Linked DNA regions of Mus musculus: all the other regions are linked to region 1. The links are chromatin contacts, called in public Hi-C maps. All regions are on one chromosome and are shown on one strand. The core of a region is the stretch at or near the end of the contact, and the rest is flanking DNA. Distances in the headings are between cores, read along the strand shown. Region 1 has its middle 130 kb from the start of Fbxo8. Region 2 overlaps Cep44 (centrosomal protein 44). Region 3 has its middle 28 kb from the start of Gm33501.

Region 1 (3,177 bases), core at 614-3,113:
ACTGTTTCCATGTTCAGAAATCAGTCCATTATAAAGTTAGACGCTAGGTGGCAATAGAAATCCCCTAACTGTCCATGCTCTTGTCTTTGCCCGGTACCTTCACACTAAAATAGTTTATTTCTGATTGACTTCATTAGTTTCAGGGAGAAATTAGAAGCAGGAAGTGATATTTCCATTGCATGTCTCTCAGTATGATTGCATTTTTCCTTTTAAAGAATTGCCTTTAAATGAAACAAAACATTTCATCTATTTGTCACAAGATTTAGAAAATAACTTTAGTGCACATATATGTACTTGGAATATGTTTATTCCATTATGAACAGATATTGACATGTATGGTCATAAATACTAATAAATGAGTCTTCATTTTATCATACATACAAAGTTGAAATGCATGCTTTGACATAACATCTGAATGTGATACATTAAATTTGTAAGATGTCATCATGCGGTGGTTTGGTTGTGCTTTAGTGCTACACTTCTAATAATGTGAAGACTTTTCTTGAAGAAGTGAATTAGTAGTAAGTTGTTTTCAACAAACATACTTTTCTTAAAATCTAACAACTGAGAAGAAGGGAAATAGTCAAGGAATAAATATAAATTTAATGTAACAGTGCTTGCTAAAAGTATTTACCCAACTTTTGTTGGAATGTGTTCAAATTGTTACAAAAATGACTTTAAGGAGAAAAGGACAATAAATATTACATGTTTGGCTGCCTGTTCTCTTTCAATAATATTAATATTAACTTTGAGTCACACACAAAAGATTGACCACCAATTTGTTTTTGGGGATGAGTTTAAAGAGCTAAATGTGATATATGGGTGTCTATGTGCTTTAAGCTACTAGTTGCAAATATGCTGTAATTCATTAGTTAATTAATATTTCCCCCTACATCACTTGAAGTTAGATGAGTTGGAAGGAGAGTTCCTGGTGAAATGATAACATATTTTTTGGCCAAAAATAACAATAGGTCTTAGAAGTCACTTTCCTAATTATTTACTGCCATTATTTACTGCCAATATTAATTGATCAGCCTTGAGACTAATATTCAAAATATTGTGTTCTTATTTCATCATGGTGAAAACTCATTTCAGATTAAAAAGTCTAAAGACCCACTTAAATGTATAATTCTGTATATTCTGTAATGCTTGATTGAATGTTGAATTTAAAAACGAACCCACAAGCTATTGAGGAAGGACTGTGATTGATAGTGTGATGATTTTGAAGCAAGGTGTTCTTATTCAAGGGACAGACAGAACTAAGGAGTTATGGCCACTGTAGGAAAGTTTCAAATATGTCATCCAAAACAGCTTGCTTGTCTCCCTCTCTCTACTCTCTCTCTAATATATCTCAGAGAAGACTAAGAGGGAGGGAAGGAAGGAAGGAGGGAGGGAGGGGAAAGAGAGAGAGAGAGAGAGAGAGAGAAAGAGAGAGAGAGAGAGAGAGAGAGATGATAAATGAAGCAAGATATTTAAAAATGGATACCCTTAAGGTATGTTGGTTTTAGTTGTGTAATCTGCTTATATGTTTGGCATTTTTCAAATTAAAAATCTAGGAGAAAAAAGTCAATCATCTTATCTCTTGAAATACACTACCGAAAACAAACCTTTGCTACTCTTTCTTACTTGCTTGAAAGAATCTACCACTTTCTCTAGATGTTCTTTCGTTCGATTATTCCCTTAATGTATTTACTTGGTTTCTTAGGAGTGCTGACTTTGGTTTCATGGGTAAGAATTATACTTGTTTCTTGAATGGATTGTAGTCATGCACAAGGAAAGATTCTTCTATTTTACAAACATTGCCAGCCACTTCTACTATGACCCCAGCTAGGCTGAGCCGAACAATCTTCCAGGCTGAGTCATTCACTCTCACGGCAAATCGAAACTATGATTCTTTCTAAGCCAAAGCAGGGTTTCAGGCTCCACGAAGCATGTTGTTTTTTTGAGTTGTCAGCTAAAGCATTTGCTCATAGTGTGCATCTTTGTAAGAACTTCAGCATCAATAAACAATTTAAAGTGAATTTACTTTAGAAACATGGAACATCGATGTCGTGTCTTTTAGGACGTCAAAGAAATAGCAGACACCACTAAGTTTGTCACATCTATCTGAAGCAAACAAATGTCATTTGCTATTTGGTTTGTCACATGAGTCAATAGAAGAAGGCAACACACAGTAAAAGAGAATACTTATGATATGAGTGTCTTGAAAAGGGGGAAATTGTATTTATTTGTTGCATTAGCATAGTGTTGGAGCCTAAGAATAGTTAAGGATGTTTCAGCCTTGGCATACGTTACTAGAAATTCAGTGTCAGTTATCTGCCAAGGTAACTGGAATGGAATCTGGATGGAATCATAAAAATTAAAAAAAATACATTTTAGCCGTTCTTTATTGAGTTTGTAGCATACACTGGAAAGAAATGTTTTTCACTACTCATTTGATCATCATATTTCTACAAGTTTAGTAATTTAAAACATTACATTGCCATATAACCATATTAATGTTTGAAGTCATATAAAAAGTGGCTTCTAAACACATCAACATTTAGAGTTGTTTGACTTAAATAAAACAAGCTTCGGTGAGGTGTGGCACTAAGCTGTCTGTCTCAAATGCTGGTATTTTTACACTTGAATGACTATGTTATTATTTTTTTTATTTTACTTTATAAAAATTAAAGTTCTCTTTCTTTCAAAGCACTATTAAATAATTGGGTTCTGAATAGGGAATCAAGTGTCTACTTAGTTACAGTTTGATATACCAGAGTACAGCATTTTAGGAGCTAAAAGCGTATCTCTGTTTTACGCATCAGGTGTACAGATTCTGATGGCAATAGGACACAAATGGAATATTAAAGACAATGGCATGAAGGATGCAGCAGGATGTGGTTTTACATGCACACTTTCATTCACATTTAACAGCTGATATCGAAAGCTGTCCAGTAAGAAACTTCTAGATTTTAGAAACCACGAGTCAATCCTGAGTCCTAACACTTATTCTTTAAGATGGTTCCGTTATGCATAAGAATGGAAGAGAAAGGGGACACATGTTATGTGCCCTCAGGGCTGGAGGAAGTTTTGGTTTACAGGCAGCTGTTTTCCAAGCAAAGAAGGGAGGTTGTAAAAGACAGTCCTAGAATTCCAAGGGATGAAATGTACTTTTTGATTTTTCTAGAGTCTAGA
Region 2 (3,018 bases), core at 92-2,591, 150 kb before region 1:
GTGAGCGTTACAACTGGTTCACCAACACATACGCTAAGATTGTACATATGAGAGCCTCCTGAGTACAATATGCAAGTCCCAGTTGGACTATCTCCAGCAAGATGCAGACCATGTCTTCCAACCCATACTTTCAAAAACATATTACCTAGCTCACTGCCAGTGAATGTCAACACAAAACTACAGAGCGTGCTGTAATGACTTCACACTGTAAGAGCAATATACTGAGACAGAAAGTTTTGCCAAGAAAACTGGAAGAGAAAATCGGCACATATACAGCTTAAAATATTAAAAGTATTTATTTAAGAATGAAAAAGCTCACATATCAAATAGAATCCAAATTCTTAATAAAAACTATCGTATATTAAAATTATATACAGAATTCTTAAATATAGAATATATATAAGTAGCCAAAGTCCTAGGAGCGATTATGCAGAACATTCTACAGTTAGCGACTTGAGCATTTCAGTAACTCTGCTGTCTCTTCAAACCTGGAACAGAACAAATGCTGTGTTAGCTAAGGGCAGGGCTCATAATGGAAGACAGGACTTTGTTTGTTTCTGACCCTGAGATAAACTGAGTGTTCCTCTTTTTACATATAATTACATTAATACATGCACATAGAAGAGAGAAAAAAATAAATAAGTCAACCCTCATAGCCTAAGTTATTTTAGAAGTTTGCTAATGTTAAAGAGCTTTGTACTTTTTTAATGTAGTAGAGTACATAATATTGTGATACCATTTCATCATATATTTTCTTTACACTGCTCTTTGCCAAAACTAGATGCACTGCCCCCCTGTCCCAATGAAAGCATCAGCACTGTGCTCCTTTATCAACAGCATCCCAAAGCCAGCAGGACTAACAACTGAAAATGTCCCCAACTATCCAGCTACATGCTCACAAGGGTTTGGGAAACCAATCAGCACAAGTAGAAAGATGTGAATTAATTAGCAACATCTCTGCCCTCTGTAACTATGATTAACTCTGTGGACAGTGTGTTACACTACTTGTTGGGAGCCAACAAAATGACTCAGCACACACACACACACACACACACACACACACACACACACACACACACACAGGAAGCAAAGCAATGACCCACTGAGTCTGAAGGAAAAGCCACAGCTGATGGAGACTTCAAGGTGTGAACACACAAGCCCAGTCTGCCCACACGGCACTCCAAGGCAGCTCCTACAGAGCAATGGCTTCTCTCACCCTCTCTGTTACTTACATTTTTTTCATCCTTTCCATTTTCTGGATAGTTGTTTCCTTTAATTTGAAAAGCAACAAATTTAGGCAATTTCTCAAAGTAAACAATCCTCAAAGACAGACCATGGCTATAGAAGACACACTGGGGAACACTGCCTACAGAGACTAGTCAACACACAGACCCCTTGAGAGATTACATTTGTAAGTCACCATGTTCTTGCCAACACTATACCATACCCTACTATACACACTATATATAAACACAGTACTTGTTTCTTCTCGACCTTAGAAATCATCGAAGCAGTTGACAGGCTCTCTTACCTCTGAGAACTCTCTCAAGACACAGTAATTAACAATGGAGCTCCCGGGTGCTGTTTCTGATGAGACTGCACTACAGCCAGACGAGCGGTAGTTGCCTGCTGCTCCCCCCACACTGTAGTTTTTATCTGAGAAGAAAATACATTTTAGGATCCCTTTCCATTATACAGAGGAGCCAAGTATTTACAAATAAAATAATGTAAAATGGTTACCTGGTATAGATAAAATGAGTTTTTCATACATTTTTCTTATAGAGGCAGATGCTAAAAATTAATAAAAGTTTTAGAATGCCTTTGGGCTCTGTGGTGCATGCTTGTAATTACACACACGTAGGGAGCTGAGCAGCATGAGTTCACGGCTGACCTAAACAATACAGAGAAACTCTGTCTCCCCACGGCCCCCAATCCAAAATCATTTTACCTTTATCATGATCTGAATCACTTTAAGCATGTAGGAATGGTCGTAAGTTAAACTATAAACTACTTGGGACTAGAGTGACGGCTCAGCAGTCAACAGCCCTTGACTCTTCACGACTTGAGTTCAATTTCCAGCAATCACATGGTGGCTCACAGTGATCTGTAATGGGATCTGAGACCCTATTCTGATGTGCATAATAGAGCATTCAGATACATAAGATACATGAATGAATATATTTTGAAAAATAAATATAAACCACCTATTGATGTGTTCCTTTTTTACAATGGTGACATCTATAACATTGAATCATGAGAAAATTTTCACAATGCTTTATTAAAGCAATGTCGAAGTAATTTCAAAATTGCTCTATCTTTGTTTTGTGGCTAGTGGCAATTATAAAAACTGACTAAATATATATGTTATATATATAAATATAATATAATATATTTAGATATATAAATTTATAATATATTACATTTATATACAGTATATAATTATTGTATATACTATTATATAAATAATATAGTATATACAATAAATATAAAAATGATATAAACATGTATATTTTTATACATTATACAAAATATATCATATATAACATATATATAGCTGGGCGGTGGTGGCACACACCTTTAATCCCAGCAATTGGGAGGCAGAGGCAGAGGCAGGCAGATTTCTGAGTTTGAGGCCAGCCTGGTCTACAAAGTGAGTTCCAGGATAGCCAGGGCTATACAGAGAAACCCTGTCTCGAAAAAACAAAAAAAAAACAAAACAAAACAAAATTAAAAAATAACACACACACATATATGTATAATATAAACAATAATAAATATAAGTATGTCACTTATATATCATATTAATGATTAATATCATATTAATATGATATATAGCATAATCAAATATTATATTGTATTATAATCATACATTACATATATTTATCATATAAAATTATATATAGTTATGTATATATGTATGTGTTATCATCTATAACAAAAAATATAATTATAACACAAATATATTTATCTATATTACATATTATATAAACTTATACATGTTATAATGTATAACAAAAT
Region 3 (3,026 bases), core at 379-2,878, 180 kb after region 1:
AACATATGTGTGTGTGTGTGTGTGTGTGTGTGTGTGTGTGTGTGTGTGTGTGTGTACTTAAGGCATCTGACCACTTAAGACTGCATAAGCTGTTAGGGCTTCTTCCCTTGAGAAAATTAACAATTCTGACTCCCTCAGAGACTCCTGATTTACTGTAGCTCATCATCTAAGGGTGGGGCTTATGACATTTTCTCCCATCCATGTTGTCTACCCACTTTTTTGATGGGAACATTTACAAACAATTACAATCTGGTGTCATAAAATCTGGAACTTACACCAGAGAAAACGTTTATTTGTACCTTGCCATGTCTACAAAAATAATGCTTGTGAGTAAAAATACTTTTTGAGTGGTGTATAAAAAAAATCTCTATCAAAACAATAACTTTTTTGCAAAATAAAAGGAATGGTTACCATGCAAAGCCTGTACATAATTTTATCTTTTAAAAGCTCATATATGTACATATGTCCATGATGTCTCTCTTTCTGTCTGTTTGCATGCATAGAAAGCACTTAACCTGAAAATAGATCACACAGATTTCCAAACAACTGTGATACATATTTATATACTTTATAATCTTGCTGAATGCAAGCATTCTGAGATGTCTGAGACAGTCATTTTGGTTTCCCTGGTAAATATTTTGTGATTTACAGTTTTCCGTTTATGGAAGGATTTGGTTTAGGAAATTATATGACAGCAATATGATTACATCAGTGAAGATCCAAATAATGTTCTTCCAAGTGGATAATTCCATCTGATACTGCTGAAGGGATGTCTTGTTTCTTGGGTCTACTGAAATCTATACGTAATAAATCTTTCATTTTAAGTGCATTACAAAACATAAAAATATTTTCTCATACATGATCTCATTTTGAGTTTGGTCCAGATACACAAAAATACATTTTATTACACACACACACACACACACACACACACACACACACACACACAGACACAGCACTAGATAAAGGCTTTCATGCCAACTTAAGATAAATACAATATAATCATATATCAACATTCTCATTTAGCAAATAGGAGTATTTTATTTTTGTTTGCTTCTTGTTTTTCCTTCTCACATGAGGTTTGCCAGAGTCATCAGTCTGTGATTTCCTTTACTATATTTGTCAATCTATCAGCTTTTGTGGTTAGTTTTTCAAGATAGTAAGCAATGCTACTTTCGACACATATTTTTTTTTCCTGTGGTTTGAAACAAGGAAGGCGTCCTCTCTCTCTTACCCAGAAGGTAATCTACATGCTGCACCAACATTTGGGTCTGGTCATTGCTAATGATCAAGCAGGGTTGAGACTCTATTTGTCTATAAGTACATCAAGAAACCCATGCTGACAATTGGTGCAAGCTAAGGATCATTTTCCACCACAGTCACCAATAGTAATGTCTCAGATTTTTAAATTTTGATTTGTTTAATTAGGGATGACACCAAAAAAAGTTCAAATATTTAAACTCTAACCTCAAATAAAAAAAGGCCATAAATAACCATAAACCAAAGAATTCTAGCATCAAACATTTAAGGTATAAGCCACTGGTAACAAAAATGAAAATTAAAGAGATTTCCTGTCTCAAATAGCAGCACACAAAAGCTAAGATTTTAAAACCACTTATAATTCCTAGCGAACTGTTTAAAAAGAGACAGGAAGTGAAAAACAGTTTAGAATTCCAAGTCTGTCCTCCCTTGCAACGAGACTGGGAATTTCAGGCATTAATTAATGAAATGTTTTCAGCTTTGTTGTTAATTCTCTTCTGCAAAGCAAGATTCTTCGCAGCACTGTCTCTTCACAGCCTCCTCGTAGATCTTAATACAATGTTCCGGAATATCTAAAGGAAAGCAGACATGCCTGTCACAGTTGTAAACTTATTTGGGAGAAGTTATGGCCCTGACTGTACTGTATCTGCGTTTGTTGATTCTGCACACAAATCTTTGAGGGGTGTTCTTTTCCTTCTGAGCGGTTTGCATCATAAACTTTAGTGAACACCAAAATGGAGAAAACAGTAGGCAGTTAAATGTTGAATTCTGTTTTCCTCTTATCCAATAACCCCCCTTTTATCATTATTTAAGAGAAGCAAAGACCATTAGAGAGAGCTAATTGCCTTCATAGTCTTCAGATTATACTGATGCTCCTGATAGGAGAATTGAGGCAAATTGCATTCTCAAAATGGTCTGGGAACATACCACTTCCAGTAATGTTTTTATCAAACAGGCCTAAAAGCAGAGAGGGCAAGGATGCACTTAAAGGCAATTATCCATCAACATTAGAAAATATAGTTAGAAGATTAAGAGAGCCAAGTATATGCAATATATCTTGATTGCAACAAAGCAGTTGATATAGCATTATTCAATTTGCTAGCTGAATTAATTTAAATTGGTTTACGTAGAAGCATAGTCAAATGAACTACCAGCTATCAAAAGAGTCATAAATAATAGATAACAATAAACACATTTGTTTTACATGTTCCTAATTTACTTACCTCTCTGATCTCTTCAGAACAGTCTATGACAGTTACTATAATAGATGCTACCCTCCAGTTATCTTGGGATCTTTTAGGAATCCTGTCTGCTCTACAAACTTGCAAGGACCTGAGATGTTACTATCAACAAATCCCATTATTCAGTGCTTACTTTATTTATTTATAATGGGTTTTAGCTCTCCTATACATTTCTGATTATGTGTCTGGACTTTTTCTTAATAGAAATTACCAGGAGCAGCACTAGAGGGCTGTGGAAACAGCCTTTGTTTCGACATGTATGTGTTAAGTACTGGCTCTTCCTAGCTCTTTGCTGAAGATGGTTCATTACTCAAGCAGCAGTTTCCCTTCCTCTTCTCAGTTCTCACACTAATGAAGGGGTAACTTTTCTTAAATGTGAGCTGACTGCTCTATAGGTGTGATAACAAAGCCAAGAGCCACTTGGTCTTTGAAAATCCAAAACCCTGTAACAAATGCAGACATTTGAAGACACAACCTTCTTCAAAGAAAGAAGACTTTGTAAGGCACAAGAAGCACTTTTTGAGC

Evidence for each region. A called contact is a pair of places that touch in the nucleus more often than the background predicts.
Region 2: a contact with region 1 is called in a Hi-C map of the N1E-115 cell line, with 2.7 times the contacts expected there. The contact joins two enhancer-like sites. A contact is called at or near these places in 5 of 484 Hi-C or Micro-C datasets (the Ba/F3 cell line, the N1E-115 cell line, cardiomyocytes and 2 more).
Region 3: a Hi-C map of the N1E-115 cell line shows a contact between it and region 1, with 8 times the contacts expected there. The contact joins two enhancer-like sites. A contact is called at or near these places in 6 of 484 Hi-C or Micro-C datasets (the G1E-ER4 cell line, the N1E-115 cell line, adipose-derived mesenchymal stem cells and 3 more).

What each region holds. Positions count from the first base shown.
Region 1 is chr8:56,682,663-56,685,839 of GRCm38.p6, forward strand. No RefSeq gene overlaps it. Among named protein-coding and RNA genes, the nearest start is that of Fbxo8, 130 kb to the left of the region's middle. Within about 2 kb of position 1,864, at least 14 of the 459 cell types and tissues checked have an H3K27ac peak or open chromatin away from gene starts, as enhancers often do. A contact at or near this core is called in the N1E-115 cell line, where this site is marked.
Region 2 is chr8:56,531,245-56,534,262 of GRCm38.p6, forward strand. Cep44 (centrosomal protein 44) reads right to left here. Exons shown (of 11, transcript NM_001009951.1): 9 at 1,532-1,656; 10 at 1,233-1,270; 11 at 278-488. The coding sequence ends at 446. Among named protein-coding and RNA genes, the nearest start is that of Gm24375, 11 kb to the left of the region's middle. Within about 2 kb of position 1,342, at least 4 of the 459 cell types and tissues checked have an H3K27ac peak or open chromatin away from gene starts, as enhancers often do. A contact at or near this core is called in the N1E-115 cell line, where this site is marked.
Region 3 is chr8:56,859,528-56,862,553 of GRCm38.p6, forward strand. No RefSeq gene overlaps it. Among named protein-coding and RNA genes, the nearest start is that of Gm33501, 28 kb to the right of the region's middle. Within about 2 kb of position 1,629, at least 1 of the 459 cell types and tissues checked has an H3K27ac peak or open chromatin away from gene starts, as enhancers often do. A contact at or near this core is called in the N1E-115 cell line, where this site is marked.